Regions from separate parts of the Sus scrofa genome. Here all the other regions are linked to region 2. Evidence: chromatin contacts called from public HiChIP or PLAC-seq data. All regions are on one chromosome and are shown on one strand. The core of a region is the stretch at or near the end of the contact, and the rest is flanking DNA. Distances in the headings are between cores, read along the strand shown. Region 1 overlaps EP300 (histone acetyltransferase p300). Region 2 overlaps XPNPEP3 (probable Xaa-Pro aminopeptidase 3). Region 3 overlaps EP300 (histone acetyltransferase p300).

Region 1 (5,003 bases), core at 2,117-4,616, 240 kb before region 2:
TGGGGCTAAGACTGGTTTTTACATCTATAAAGCGTTAGGAAGAAAAAAAAAAAAAAAAAAAAGGCTGGAGATACATATGGCCTGCTAGGCCCAAGATATTCATAATCTAGACCTTTACAGAAAAAGTTTACCAACCCCATATTCTCTTTTTTTTTTTTGTCTTTTTGGCATTTTTTGGGCCGCTCCCACGGCATACGGAGATTCCCAGGCTAGGGGTTGAATCGGAGCTGTAGCCACCAGCCTACGCCAGAGCCACAGCAACGAGGGATCCGAGCTGCGTCTGCAATCTACACCACAGCTCACGGCAACGCCAGATCGTTAACCCACTGAGCAAGGGCAGGGATCGAACCCACAACCTCATGGTTCCTAGTCGGATTCGTTAACCACTGCGCCACGACGGGAACTCCCCAACCCCATATTCTAGATGGGTAATTTTCTATTAGTTTTTCAGGTTTTCCTGCTTTTGGTTTCCATTACTAGAAATTCAAGATTTCATTTAAAAACGGGACCTGGTGATAAAAGGTTTAAAACTATTGAACTAGATGGAGTTTCTGTTGTGACACAGCAGAAACAAATCCGACTATGAACCATGAGGTTTCAGGTTTGATTCCTGGCCTCGCTCACCGGGTTAAGGATCCGGTGCTGCCATGAGCTGTGGTGTACGTGGCAGATGCGGCTTGGATCCTGTGTTGCTGTGGCGTAGGCCAGCAGCCGCAGCTCTGATTGTACCCCTAACCTGGGAACCTCCCTATGCTGCGGGTGTGGCCTTAGAAAGACAAAACCCCCCAAAAAACTACTGTAACCACACTAATACTTCTCGCTCAACTGAACAGAGCTGAGAGCTTTAAGCCCACTTCTGGGCTGTAGGCGAGAGCTGAGGCAGAGGGTGGAAAGGAGAGTGCAAAGTCCTCACGTCTGTGCTTTCACTGCTGGTGTTCTCCTCGCGCTTTCTCTCTTCCTCCTCCTGTTCCAGTTCCTTAATGCTCTCTTCCAGAACATTGGGCCAGAAATCACCCTCAAAGTAAGGCAATTCCTTCGCACTTGTTAATCGATCTTCAGTAGCTTGTTTAAAAATATCCTGTGAAAATATCCATAAGAATTTGGTTTTTTTTAAAAAAAGCATTTACTATACAGAAACAGTCACAGCTGATGGACACAAGAAAACATGAAGAATTAGCTCTGTCTTCTGGAAGATGGCAGAGATTTTATAGCACAGCGCAATGCCCGGGGAGATGCTTAGTGTCACAGACAGCACGAGGTCTGGTATTTCTGGTTTCTTCTTTCCTCTACCTATGAGGACAGGGAGAGGATCTGCCCTTACATAACCAAGTGGCAAATGATCCTGCCAGAACAATGGCAGAGGCCGCATCACTGACAGCAAGGCCTTTAACCACTCTTCAGAGAGAATGTAGGGCAATGGGGGGGGGGGAGACACCTGCCTTGCACACCTCATTGAATGTGCTCAGAACAAACCAAATTACAGACACTGGAAATCACATGGCTACAGGATGATCTGCTATGCTGTTAGGGAAACATCTGAGTTCATGTTTTCCTTCTCAGGAGTAAGTACAGATAAATTCAGTGGTTCTAAGTTATCACAAGATACCCTATCATCATGAATGGTGATTAAATATTTTGCCAGTTACACTTCATCTTAGTAGTAATTTAAGAAAATAACCCCCTCCATTATCAAATTAGCTTAATTTCACAACATAAAGGAAGGAGAATAAACACAAGATTTTTAAGATGGTAAAAACGGCAGAACGCAGAGCAGCAGCAGTCCATCACCGCACTCCTGACCTTGTAGTCGTGGACAATTCGCTCGGACACGGCCTTGTCGAGCATCTTTTTGTACCACTCCTGCAGTCGCTTAGGCTTGGGTATCTTCTGGTCGGGGGGATGGCAATGGAATATATAGTCATCTCCCTCACTTGGGGGACATGCCCAAATATGCCCTGTTGTATATCTAATAATACAAAGAGGAGAAACATACAAAAGAAAAGGTTACCCCGACCAGAAAGAACGCTACACTTTAAATCAAAAGTGGAGTCCGTTCGGAAACCAATGATTTCCCCAAGATCACACAAAGTGTGCAATCCACATCATATAAAAAGTCTTGTGCCAGAACTAGGCAAAATCTATGATCATAAAACCGTAAATTTGTATTTAAAGACCAAAGAAAAGGTATAATGCAACACAACACTGTCGATCAAATACACTTCAATGAAACTTTAAAAAATGGGGGGGGGGGGGGATAACGCAAAGGAAAATGAATCCATGTCAACAAGAGAGCTAAGTGAAACGCAAACTGCAAGGTGAGATGCTGAATATTCTCAGGCACCCTGAAGGTAAGGAGCCAGTCTGACAAATTTTTCTATCTCCAGACCTTAGTTTGATTTTGATACTCAAGTGTAAAAGCATCAAGTACAGTTTAAGATTCTGGCCTTAAATGAGTATCAATGTTCAAATCAAACCGTTTAACTGAACAAAACACATTAACCTGGGATGGGTACAACTAGGGTTAAGATAGCCATTTCTTTCCCATTGGCAAAATTAACATCAAAGGATCTCTAAGTTGAGATTATAGTTCCACTAGATGAAAGCCAAAGTGCAAAAAGTCACACATTTCCATGTTTTAACCTTTCTCTCACCATACCACCACAGTGGTGACTAGTTTAAAACTAATTAAACAGATTGTTTTTAAAAACAGCACTTGTTTTTTTTATGCTTACCCTAGTTTCTTGACGTACTCCAAATATCCAATTAGAATTTCATGATACACTGCAGTCCTCAAGCATTTAGGACGGAAGAAATGAACGCTGTCGAGGTATGATATGTACACTCTCCTGTACCGAAGGGGAGAAAGAAACCAAGTCACAGGAGTTCTCCTCGCTTTTGCCATTTGTAATGCTCATCACACAATATTACAGTTCTTTAGGACAATGACTAGATTGGGAGCCCTTTAGGGACGTTTAGTGGGCCCGTGGCTCTATTATATCTCAGTACCTGGCAGGGCCTGAGACACCGTATCGCCCGTCAGTACTGACTGAGCTAGATATATTCTGGCAGCACTCATTTTGGAAATGGAAAACTCTAAACCATACTTTATCCCCTTTGTATGACATTCTTTCATATACACCTCAGCAAGGCAGCTGACACAACCTGGATTTTTAAGTACAGTTTCTGAAAAGTAGTCATTTTTTTCCCATTCTGAACTTTAGGCTGCTATTCATATTCCTTTCCTTATTGCCACGGCCACAGTATTTTGTTTTTGGCTTTGCTCGTGATGTGGGGATATTCCTGGGCCAAGGATCAAAACTAAGCTACAGCAGTCACAACGTTGGATCCTTAATCCACTGGGCCATGAGGGAACTCTCTGAGCAGCGTTTCCTGTTTTGCTTTTTGTTTTGGTTTCACTTTAGCACTGTGCATTTGAAACCTTGGATTTCCAAAACAGGCACATCAAACAATTTCTCATCCATCATGCTTGTTCATCTTACGGTAACTTCAATCTCGCAGGCAAACAAGAAGTAGCCGTAGCATAGCAAACCCTACCTCTGGTTGGGTGGAGGGCAGTCAGAGCCGTACTCCTGAACGTGCATGCCGAAGAAGCACAGGTCAACCCCATCGATCTCTTCGAAGGCAAAGAGGGCTTTGGTTCGATACGGAAAAGATTCTGCCATCTCTCCACTGTCTACAAACCTGTACAATTCATGTTGGAGGGAAAAACCACAACATCCCACTCAGATTAGAATCAACAGTAACCACGTTCGAGCATTCGAGCAACAGTGGAGCCGCATGAGAAGAAAAGGGGGAATCCTTTGATACCTTGCTTTCATTCCTGGTTTGACTTCCACAGTTTTGTCAGAAGCATGAACTACTCGAACAGTGACCTCTCCCGACTCAGGGTGATTTTGTCGCCTCAGAAAATCATTCACACGATTCTCCAGAAAGGTGCCAAGCCTGGTAGATGGCAACCCTAGGAATGCAAACGTTGAAAGTTCAGCAGTAACCAAGGTGCAAATTTATTACTGTCAGTCTTAAGGTTCAAACCAAGTCTCATTTCTGGTTCTCAATACTAATAGGATACCTTGCTGGATTTTGTTAAGTTAGCAATGTAGCCAATACCTAGAAAGATAAAATTTAATGTAGAAAACTTCACAAGTCTGTGTATCATCTTTGCAGAGGGCCATGCTAATCTTCTCGTATCATTCTAATTTCAGTTCAGCTCAAACAAAACAAGCAGGGTAGTGAATACTTCTTTTTTTTTTTTTGTCATTTCTTGGACCGCTCCCTTGGCATATGGAGGTGCCCAGGCTAGGGGTCTAATTGGAGCTGTAGCCACCGGCCTACGCCAGAGCCACAGCGTGGGATCTGACCTACACCACAGCTCACGGCAACGCCGGATTGTTAACCCACTGAGCAAGGCCAGGGGTGGAACCCGCAACTTCATGGTTCCTAGTCGGATTGGTTAACCACTGAGCCACAACGGGAACTCCGGGGTAGTGAATGCTTTTTAAATGTTATTTCTCACGTTTTACTTTGAAAATATTTTCTTTTTTTTTTTTTTTTTTTTTGTCTTTTTGTCTTTTTTTGTTGTTGTTGTTGCTATTTCTTGGGCCGCTCCCGCGGCATATGGAGGTTCCCAGGCTAGGGGTCAATCGGAGCTGTAGCCACCGGCCTACGCCAGAGCCACAGCAACTCGGGATCCGAGCCGCGTCTGCAACCTACACCACAGCTCACGGCAACGCCGGATCGTTAACCCACTGAGCAAGGGCAGGGACCGAACCCGCAACCTCATGGTTCCTAGTCGGATTCGTTAACCACTGCGCCACGACGGGAACTCCTGAAAATATTTTCTATTTCAAAAGAGACAAAAGTAAGTCTCCATATGCAATCTGTCCTGATTTCAATATTTAAAAAATAACAACTGTTGAGTGCTGTGCTTCACCTTGCACAGGAACAAAAGCAACCAGGAGAGGAGCAAAAAAAACCATGCAAAG
Region 2 (4,923 bases), core at 1,604-4,103:
TTCTAAATTTTAGGACAACACCAAAATAAAATCTCAGGATAACTATGTATAGACAGGTAACAGTGTGATCAGAATACTGTAAAACCTGGTTTTATACCTTATTCAAAGACATCTGGGAAGTTCTCGTTGTGGTGCTGCAGAAATGAATCCGACTAGTATCCATGTGGATGTGGGTTCGATCCCTGTCGTCAGTGGGTTAAAGACCCGGCGTTGCTATGAGCTGTGGTGTAGGTCGCAGACATGGCCCGGATTCCAAGTTGCTGTGGCTGTGGCATGGGCCAGAGGCTGGAGCTCCGATTCAACCTCTACCCTGGGAACTTCCATTTGCCACGGGTGCAGCCCTAAAGAGCAAAAAAATGAAAGAAAGAAAGAAAGAAAGAAAAGAAAGAAAAGAAAGAAAAGAAAGAAAAGAAAGAAAGAAAGAAAGAAAGAAAGAAAGAAAGAAAGAAAAGAAAAGAAAAGAAAAGAAAAGAAAAGAAAAGAAAAGAAAAGAAAAGAAAAGAAAAGAAAAGAAAAGAAAAGGACATCTGATTTGCCTTGCAGGTACTGAGCAAATCTGCAGACACATTCAGTAAATCTCCAAGTAGAAGCTAAACGTCTATGTGCCATGAGATTACTGCATTGGGTACACAATCTTAATGTGCCCACTCAACCCGAAGAGCTGAGATTTTTTCATTTGGAAGCAACTGTTTCAGTAGGAACCCTACCTGTGAGGTCAGCTTCCCAGCAATCTGCATTCGTTCAATTTCTGCAGGAGATTTGATCAGCCTGAGGCGCTGGACCAGCGGCTGCACAGCCCGAACTTTGTTCTTGCTCTTGGCTTTGACCTCTGCCAGCTGCTGCATGTAGTCACAGTGGAGCTGCGTGTGCGAGGGCCTCGTCCAGTCATACCACAGAGTATGGGTCTCAGCTTAAAACAGATTGCAAACAAAACAGCAACAAAAAATTCCACCTGTCACATCATGACTTGAACAAGAGTCAAAACTATAAGCTGTGTAGTGTAGAACTCTAAAGCGTGGAGCACAAGCTCTCTTAAGACTAACGTCATTGGGAGTTCCCGCGTGGCTCAGTGGTTAACGAATCCGACTAGGAACCATGAGGTTGCGGTTTGGTCCCTGGCCTCGCTCAGTGGGTTAAGGATCCGGCGTTGCTGTGAGCTATGGCGTAGGTTGCAGACACGGCTCAGATCCCGCGTTGCTGTGGCTCTGGCGTAGGCTCGTGGCTATGGCTCCGATTTGACCCCTAGCCTGGGAACCTCCATATGCCGCAGGAGCAGCCCAAGAAATGGCAAAAAGACAAAAAAAAAAAAAAGAAAAACAAAAGGACTGACGTCATTGAAGGACAATCAGAAATCACTGGAAAGGCCATTCTCTGAAGATAGCCAAATCCTCTGAGACTGAATGAATATACAACTTTTCTCCCCTCAAACGTCAATGTTCTTCGTAAAGATGATAGATGAGACCTTTAAAGTTTTATTCAAGCTTTTTTTTTTTTGCTTATTTTTCAATATTTATTTTATTAAATATTTTGCTACAGTATACCAACTTTACATTCTTGGAATAAATCCTTGCTTTTTCCCTATGGGACAATTTTTTTTTTTTTTTATTACTCAATGAATTTACTACATTTACAGTTGTACTCAAGCTTTACTTAACTGTTAAAGAAGAATTATGACAATTGTTTTCCACACCACAACTGAGCTAGAGGCATCGCTACATAATTGAACAAAAAAGGACAGAAAAAGTACTCAGCTCATGGTTGTGTTTCATCCCTTACAATTTGAGTACTGGTGAGATTGTATAACATGTGCTAATCCACACTTATCCAGGAAAATCTTTCCTTTCCTGTCTGCCACGTATCTTCATTAGAGACAACCAGAGTTCTCGTTTCCACTTTAGAGACCCAAGAAATGGTCAGTTCTGGCCTGAGATATAAGATAAGGGTCATTACGAAAATCTTTCCCACTTACACCAGGTCTCCACTTGTTCCCTGCTTTTTTTTTCTGACAGAAGCTGATGCGTATTATTCCTAAGAATCTAAACATGAAGAGTGTATATTTTATACAATGTACTTTGGAACAGAACAGGGGAAAAAAAATCCTAAATATTTTGATGGGATATGTATTAGTGATGTAATCGCCTAAATATATCATTTTAAAGTAAAAATGGTTTTAAATGTAGATTATATGTAAAACTCCAATCTTATTTTCAATAGAAATTTAACTATAATTTTTTGCGTGTGTGTCTTTTTTTGCCTTTTCTAGGGCTGCTCCCGCGGCATATGGAGGGTCCCAGGCTAAGGGTTTGATTGGAGCTAGAGCCACCGGTCTACACCACAGCTCATGTCAACGCTGGATCTTTAACCCACTGAGAATCCTGCTTGATTGAGGAGGTATGGAGTGGGAGCTGCAGATTTTACATTTCTGTCATCAGACATTTGTAATTCTATTATGCATCACCAGGTGATTCTGAGGCTGGTGATGAACAGATCATTCTTGAGAATACTTCTTTTTTTAGAAGAGTTGGCAAAAGAAGTAGTCAAAGATCAGTAGACTAGTCAGTCATCTTAAAGAGAGGCCCATGGCTATCAGCCACTTTAAAATTCTCTCTGAGATTTCAAAAGAGACCAGTTAACAGTCTCTCTGAATAATCTAATGAAAAATTAGCAAATGAACGAATGAAATCTTTAAAGTCTTGTGGAAAAGACTTCTATTCTTTCCCTGGTCCCCAGGGAAATGCTGTGATAATCATTTTAGGAAAAGAGGAACTTTGTCTAAACAGGCAGGGAAGGTCTGAGTACCCATCTGGCCTGGGATTTCACTTCTGCTCCCATTTGTTACCTTTCAGTTTCGGTACCAGATGTTGAAATTCCTCCAGCGTATAAGCTTCGTCCACTCCAGTCAGAGCTACTGCTCCATCCGTGCCCGATCGGGGGCCATCCCACAGTTCTCGACTGGGGTCTCTTCGAGGCACAAAAAGCATGGCTTTGTGTGCTGGTAACTGCTTGCCAGGGAGGCTCTGAAGGACCAGGATGCTATCAGGTTCTTGGAATCCACACAAGTACAGGAAATTGTTGTCTTGGTGGAAAGTATAGGGGATATCGTTGCTCATATAATATGTAGGGTTCGACAGCAGAACCACGGTCTGGTCTGTTCCACTCTGCCCTTGCACTTCCTTGTGGATCAGGGACATCAGTTTGTGTCTGCGAAGTGCATATTCCACCTGGGAAAGTCCTGGCGTCACCTCCCCTAGAAATGACAGATAACAGAGATGCTCTGCATTTCTATACTGCCAAAGAACTTAAGACAGCTTAATACTAGATGGAGACACCCAAGTTCATTTCTTCCATTTATGTCAAATCTCCTCATAGTACATGGTGAATGAAGGATATAACGTAGGTTTTAAATTTCTATTCCATTGCAAAAATGTGGAAGAAATGATAAATGTGGTCCTGCCTGAAAACTAGGGTCATGACCTCTTAAGATCTCTTCCAGCTCTTGGGTTCATACTTTTACTCATTCACATATTTATTAAACATTATTACGTGGAAGGCATTGTTAGGCACGTAATACCAGTTGCGCTGAAGTTTCAATACATAAGGTGAGGAAAAGGATCACATTTTATGTGTATGACTTCCCCAAAAGAACGTAAGCTCCATGAAGAAATACAGGTTTTTGTCTGTTTGCTCAATGTTATATTCCCAGGGCCTAGAATAACAACCAGAATACAGTAAGCATTTGATAACTATCCATCAAATGAGATATAATTTTTTTTTTAAAGTCTCATTTGTTTATTTTTTTTTATTTTATTTTTTTAAATTTTCCCACTGTACAGCAAGGGGGTCAGGTTATCCTTACATGTATACATTGCAATTAGAGATATAATTTTTAACACAATAGAGTTTAAGGCCAAAAAGCTCTCCCCAATTTCAAGAGCTAGAATAAATTTCTCCTTCTGAATTTCCAAGGCATAAGAATTATCTTTTCTTTTCCTTTTCCTTTTCCTTTTTTTTTTTGTCTTTTTAGGGGCACACCGGCAGCATATGGAGGTTTCCAGGCTAGGGGTCGAATGAGAGCTGCACCTGCCAGCCTATACCACAGCCACAGCAACGCAGGATCCAAGCCACATCTGCGACCTACACCAGAGCTCATGGCAATGCCAGGTCCTTAACCCACTGGGTGAGGCCAGGGATTGAACCTGCGTCCTCATGGACACTAGTCAGATTCCTTTCCGCTAAGCCATGATGGGAACTCCAAAGAATTATCTTTCTAACAGGCTTTTCACCTTCCACCTTGTATTAACAGCTAGCTGGGTATACACAACCTCTTGGAGGGTCAGAGTCATCTCTGTATCCTTCAAAACTCTAGTAATATTATCTATCTTTTGGGTCTGTCATGAGAATCAAATTTGGTAAAGCATGTGGTTTGCAAGGATTTGAAGAGGAGTTCTCTTGTGGTACCGTGGGTTAAGGATCCAGTGTTGTCACTGCAGTAGCTTGGGTCACTGCTGTGGCACGAATTCAATCTCTAGCCCTGAACTTCCACATGCCCTGCGCTGACCCCCCACCAAAGGATCTGAAGTCACTCTAGGTAATCTTTTGAAAACTATGTATTTATTTTTCTTTTCTTTTTTTGGCCTTTTCTAGGGCCGCTCCCTCAGCATATGGAGATTCCCAGGCTAGGGGTCTAATCGAAGTCATAGCCACCGGCCTACGCCAGAGCCACAGCAACAGGGGATCCGAGCTGCATCTGCAACCTACACCACGGCTCATGGCAATGCCGGATCCTCAACCCACTGAGCAAGGCCAGGGATCGAACCCGCAACCTCATGGTTCCTAGTCAGATCTGTTAACCACTGCACCACGACGGGAACTCCTCTTTTGAAAGCTATGTATTTATTTTGTTTACTAAACTGCATGCAGGCA
Region 3 (4,615 bases), core at 322-2,821, 200 kb before region 2:
CCTATTAGCTAACTTATTGATCACACAAGTACTACAAATGTTATTAAACCTCCTGCCTCTTCATAGGGTGTTATTAATATTCAGAGAGGTTATTAACATTCATGGAATATTTATTGATATTTTATAGTTGAGAAAATAGGCAAAAACTAGTTAAGTAATTTGCACAAAGTCACAGAGCATACAAAGAGAGATTCAAACTCAAGCAGTCTGGCTTCAGGAGCCCCTATTTTTCACCACAAAGCTCAGTAATCGACTTGTATTATAAAAATCTATAAAAACAGATTTTTTTTGGGGGGGGGTCTTTTTAGGGCTTCACCCGTGGCACAAGGAAGTTCCCAGGCTAGGGGTTGAAGTGGAGCTGTAACTCCCGGCCTACACCACAGCCACAGCCACACCAAATCTGAGCTGTGTCTGACCTACACCACAGCTCATGGCAACCACTGAGCAAGGCCAGGGATCAAACCCGTGTCCCCATGGGTACTAGTTGGGTTTGTTACTGCTGAGCCACGATGGGAACTCCAAAAACAGATTTCTAATGACTCCAAAAATATGCAAATTATATTAAGTTGTGTAATACTATGTTAGCACTGCCCACATGACAGTTAGCAAACCCTTAATAATATTTAAAGTAGGGCAAATAAAAGTCAGAAGAATCATCACAAAAGGAAAGTCTCTAAAACCGCCTCTCCTACTACCTCTCTAGATACTCCTTCATAGACTGATAACTGAATTGTATCATAACTTAATATAGTGTAAGGCATTATCAGTAAGGAGTCTCAAAATAGAGTAAAGAGAATATGTGATCACTCAACTATATATAAGTATTAAGTGCTGAGCACAAAAACCCTCTGAGCCCACTCACCTTGGCAGGACTTGCCTGACTGGCAGTGTGTCATGTGGTTAAGGACGTTCTTCATTGTACGACAGTGGGGAAGGTTGCACTGCCTCACTTCCCCATTAGCCTGCTCCCGGCGCTGGCACTTGTGAGCATGCAAGAGGAGAACAAGCTGCTGCTGGATAAGCTTGCGCTTCTCTGGATCAGCCGTGTGCGCTCCAGAACCCATCCCTTGGGCTACTGGAGTCACCAGACCTGGCTGCTGGACCTGTGGGGGTGGGGCCTGCTGCTGGCCCTGAGGGATAAAATAATAAAGATACATTTGTTAGGTCTCATAGGGTGCTACCTCCTTAATAAATATGGACTTGCAGATTTTTCAATGAACATCTTTAAGAACTACTATACTGCAGACCCCATTTTTTCTTTTATTAAAAAAAAATTTTTTTTGTCTCTTGTCTTTATAGGGCTACTCCAGTGGCATATGGAGGTTCCTAGGCTAGGGGTCCAATCGGAGCTGTAGCCACCAGCCTATACCAGAGCCACAGCAACACCGGATCCGAGCCGCATCTGCGACCTCCATCACAGCTCACAGCAACGCCGGATCCCCAACCCACTGAGCAAGGCCAGGGATAGAACTTGAAACCTCATGGTTCCTAGTTAGATTCATTAACCACTGTGCCACGACTCGAACTCCATTTCCTTCTTTCTTTTAGGGCCACACCCACGGCATATGGAGGTTCCCGGACTAGGGGGTGAATCAGAGCTACAGCTGCTGGTCTACATCACAGCCACAGCAACGTGGGATCTGAGCTGCGTCTGTGATCTACACCATAGCTCACAGCAATGCTGGACATTCCCTAACCCACTGAGCAAGGCCAGGGATCAAATCCGCGTTCTCCTGAACCCTAGTCAGATTAATTTCTGCTGAGTCATGATGGGAACTCCACAGCAGACCCCATTTTTTGGTATAGGGTTCTAAGACATCTAAGATAAATGATGGCTTCTATGATCAAGAAGTTCAATTTAGGGAGTTCCCGTCGTGGCGCAGTGGTTAATGAATCCGACTAGAAACCATGAGGTTGCGGGTTCGGTCCCTGCCCTTGCTCAGTGGGTCAAGGTTCCGGCGTTGCCATGAGCTGTGGTGTAGGTTGCAGACGCAGCTCGGATCCCGCGTTGCTGTGGCTCTGGCATAGGCCGGTGGCTACAGCTCCAATTCAACCCCTAGCCTGGGAACCTCCATATGCCGCGGGAGCGGCCCAAGAAATAGCAACAAGAAATAGCAACAACAACAACAACAACAACAACAAAAAGACAAAAAAAAAAAAAAAAAAAAAAAAAGTTCAATTTAGTAAGAAAAAAAATCACTACATTACTAAGCAAAGCATGAATAACATACAGAGAGCAAAAGAAAGAGGAGGACATGGCAAACTCCAGTGCAAAGGAGAAAAGGATCTGTAGTGAAGAGAATGTCAAAATTAGGTTTTTAATAGTGAAGTGTTTCTTGAGAGACCTGGCAGGGGTCTTTCAAGTGGGTGAAAAATGAGTTTTTATAAAGTCTGGAAGAAATGTGTTTTCTCCAATAAAAAAGTAAACATTTCCGGTGACAGAGATGCTGTGTTTTATTCATCTTTCTATATCCAGTACTTAAGTGGAGTATCTGAAATATAGGCACCAATGAATATGGGACGGAATAAATATGTGAAATGGAGGAGCTCTCTCATGGTGCAGCAGGTTAAGGATTGGCTGTTGTCACCACTGTGGTACAGATTCAATTCCTGGTCCAGGAACTTCTGCATGGGTGTAGCCAAAAAAGAAAAAGCTAAAAAAAAAAAAAAAAAAAAAAAAAAAATCTGGCAAGAAAATAAAATTCCTTATAGGACAATTTTTCTAAAGATGAACATGGACTACCTGACATATTTACAACTAGAAACAGCTTTACTTTAGAAAAACAGCAACATTAGAAGCTTTGGAGATTTTCCCATAACAAAAATCATTGTTAAAAACAACATATATAGGAGTTCCCGTCATGGCGCAGTGGTTAATGAATCTGACCATGAGGTTGCAGGTTCGATCCCTGGCCTTGCTCAGTGGGTTGGAGATCCGGCATTGCCGTGAGCTGTGGTGGAGGTCGCAGACGCGGCTCGGATCCCGTGTTGCTGTGGCTCTGGTATAGGCTGGTGGCTACAGCTCCGACTGGACCCCTAGCCTGGGAACCTCCATATGCTGCGGGAGCGGCCCAAGAAATGGCAAAAAGACAAACAAACAAAACCATATATATAACTTTGAGAAGGAAATTACTTTTGTGTAATAGAAGATACAAATTAGTAAACATGGTCGTCAGGGTTAGAATCCTTTGCCAGAGTCCTTCCTAAGAGGAAGAAGGTTCTACTTTCTTGTCCTACAGGAAGAATTGCTCACAAAGAGAAGCTACATATAGCAGGACCCCAGAACTTTCACTGCAGCAGCCCCACTTGCTTCTACTTGGACCAGCACCCTTACCTGTCAGTATCTCAAGTGAAAAACCACCACCTGAGGTTGTCAAACCTCAAGTGAAATGGAAGGAAGGCACCGGCTTCCTGATCACAAGAGCCATCCATTACACCCTAATGTATACAGCAGAGACATAAAAGTGTAACATAATGCTTTTCTTTTTTTAATGGCCACACTTCATGGTGTATGAAGTTCCCGGGGTAAGGGACTAAATCCAGCCACAGCTGTGACTTAGGCTGCAGCTGCAGCAATGCTGGATCCTTTTTTTAACTCACTGTGCAGGGCTGGGGACTGAACCCTCACCTCTGCAGCAACCTGAGCTGCTATAGTCAGATTCTTAACCCTATGCACTACAGTGGGTTAAGGATCTAGATTCAATCCCTGCCCTGGGAACTTCTATCTGTCGTGGATGTAGCCATTGAAAAAGAAAATAAAGTAAATAAAAAAACTTTTCAAGTGTCAAAAGACAAATTTGTAGATTGATTACTACCCACCATGTTGGGCATTCCTCCACCAGGAACTGCCTTTTTATCCATTGCAAATGGAGATAAGCTATTTGGTAGTACAGACTTTGTCGGTATCTGGAGACCAAGGCCACTGGCTCCCATCTGCTGTCCAGAATTCTGAGTGTATGGTGAACCGTAAGGATTAGGGTTGTTCATCATTCCCATCTAAGAACAAGAAAAAGGAGAGAAATTAAATCTTATTCCCCCACTAAAAGAATATTACTATAGCTTTTCCTTTTCCTAATTTACAAAGACAAATTCTTTCTATAGATAAACAGACTGTAACCTAGGGGACTCAGGTACAATTTAGAGCTGTTTTCTATAAATATGAGATAAATGCTTTAGAAAAATGTGTGTCTTCATTTAGCTATATCTAAGTAGGGTTTGTCTTTCATCTCCACTTTTTTTTTTCTTTTTGCTTTTTCGGGCATATGGAGGTTCCCCGGCTAGGGGTCTAATCAGAGCTACATCTGCTGGCCTCTGCCACAGCCCCACAGCCATGCAGGATCTGAGCCTCATCTGTGACCTACACCACAGCTCACAGCAATGCCAGATCCTTAACCCAGTGAGCGAGGCCAGGGACTGAACCCACAACCTCATGGTTCCTAGTTGGATTTGTTTCTGCTGCACCACAACAGAACTCCTTTCATCTCCACTAAATAACTTTCATTTAATGCACAAACTATAACTCAATAAACCATCTAATTCCTAAATATATTCCAGAGCTTCATATATCGAAGCACTTGAATGCTTATTCCAGCATTTTGCTTATATAAAAGGTAGA

The links. HiChIP or PLAC-seq counts read pairs in DNA pulled down with a chosen protein or histone mark.
Region 1: an H3K27ac HiChIP or PLAC-seq map of alveolar macrophages shows a contact between it and region 2. The contact joins two enhancer-like sites. A contact is called at or near these places in 4 of 47 Hi-C or Micro-C datasets (blood, epiblast stem cells, liver and 1 more) and 1 of 2 datasets of contacts at active chromatin or transcription factors (alveolar macrophages).
Region 3: an H3K27ac HiChIP or PLAC-seq map of alveolar macrophages shows a contact between it and region 2. The contact joins two enhancer-like sites. A contact is called at or near these places in 3 of 47 Hi-C or Micro-C datasets (embryonic fibroblasts and omental adipose tissue) and 1 of 2 datasets of contacts at active chromatin or transcription factors (alveolar macrophages).

The regions. Positions count from the first base shown.
Region 1 is chr5:7,317,740-7,322,742 of Sscrofa11.1, forward strand. It overlaps EP300 (histone acetyltransferase p300), which reads right to left. Exons shown (of 32, transcript XM_001929213.5): 25 at 3,829-3,979; 26 at 3,556-3,702; 27 at 2,733-2,846; 28 at 1,801-1,966; 29 at 914-1,078. Among named protein-coding and RNA genes, the nearest start is that of L3MBTL2, 43 kb to the left of the region's middle. Within about 2 kb of position 3,367, at least 4 of the 83 cell types and tissues checked have an H3K27ac peak or open chromatin away from gene starts, as enhancers often do. A contact at or near this core is called in alveolar macrophages, where this site is marked.
Region 2 is chr5:7,554,613-7,559,535 of Sscrofa11.1, forward strand. XPNPEP3 (probable Xaa-Pro aminopeptidase 3) reads right to left here. Exons shown (of 8, transcript XM_021091468.1): 3 at 2,840-3,247; 4 at 708-910. Among named protein-coding and RNA genes, the nearest start is that of DNAJB7, 18 kb to the right of the region's middle. Within about 2 kb of position 2,854, at least 3 of the 83 cell types and tissues checked have an H3K27ac peak or open chromatin away from gene starts, as enhancers often do. A contact at or near this core is called in alveolar macrophages, where this site is marked.
Region 3 is chr5:7,356,165-7,360,779 of Sscrofa11.1, forward strand. It overlaps EP300 (histone acetyltransferase p300), which reads right to left. Exons shown (of 32, transcript XM_001929213.5): 3 at 3,820-3,996; 4 at 863-1,130. Among named protein-coding and RNA genes, the nearest start is that of EP300, 36 kb to the right of the region's middle. Within about 2 kb of position 1,572, at least 2 of the 83 cell types and tissues checked have an H3K27ac peak or open chromatin away from gene starts, as enhancers often do. A contact at or near this core is called in alveolar macrophages, where this site is marked.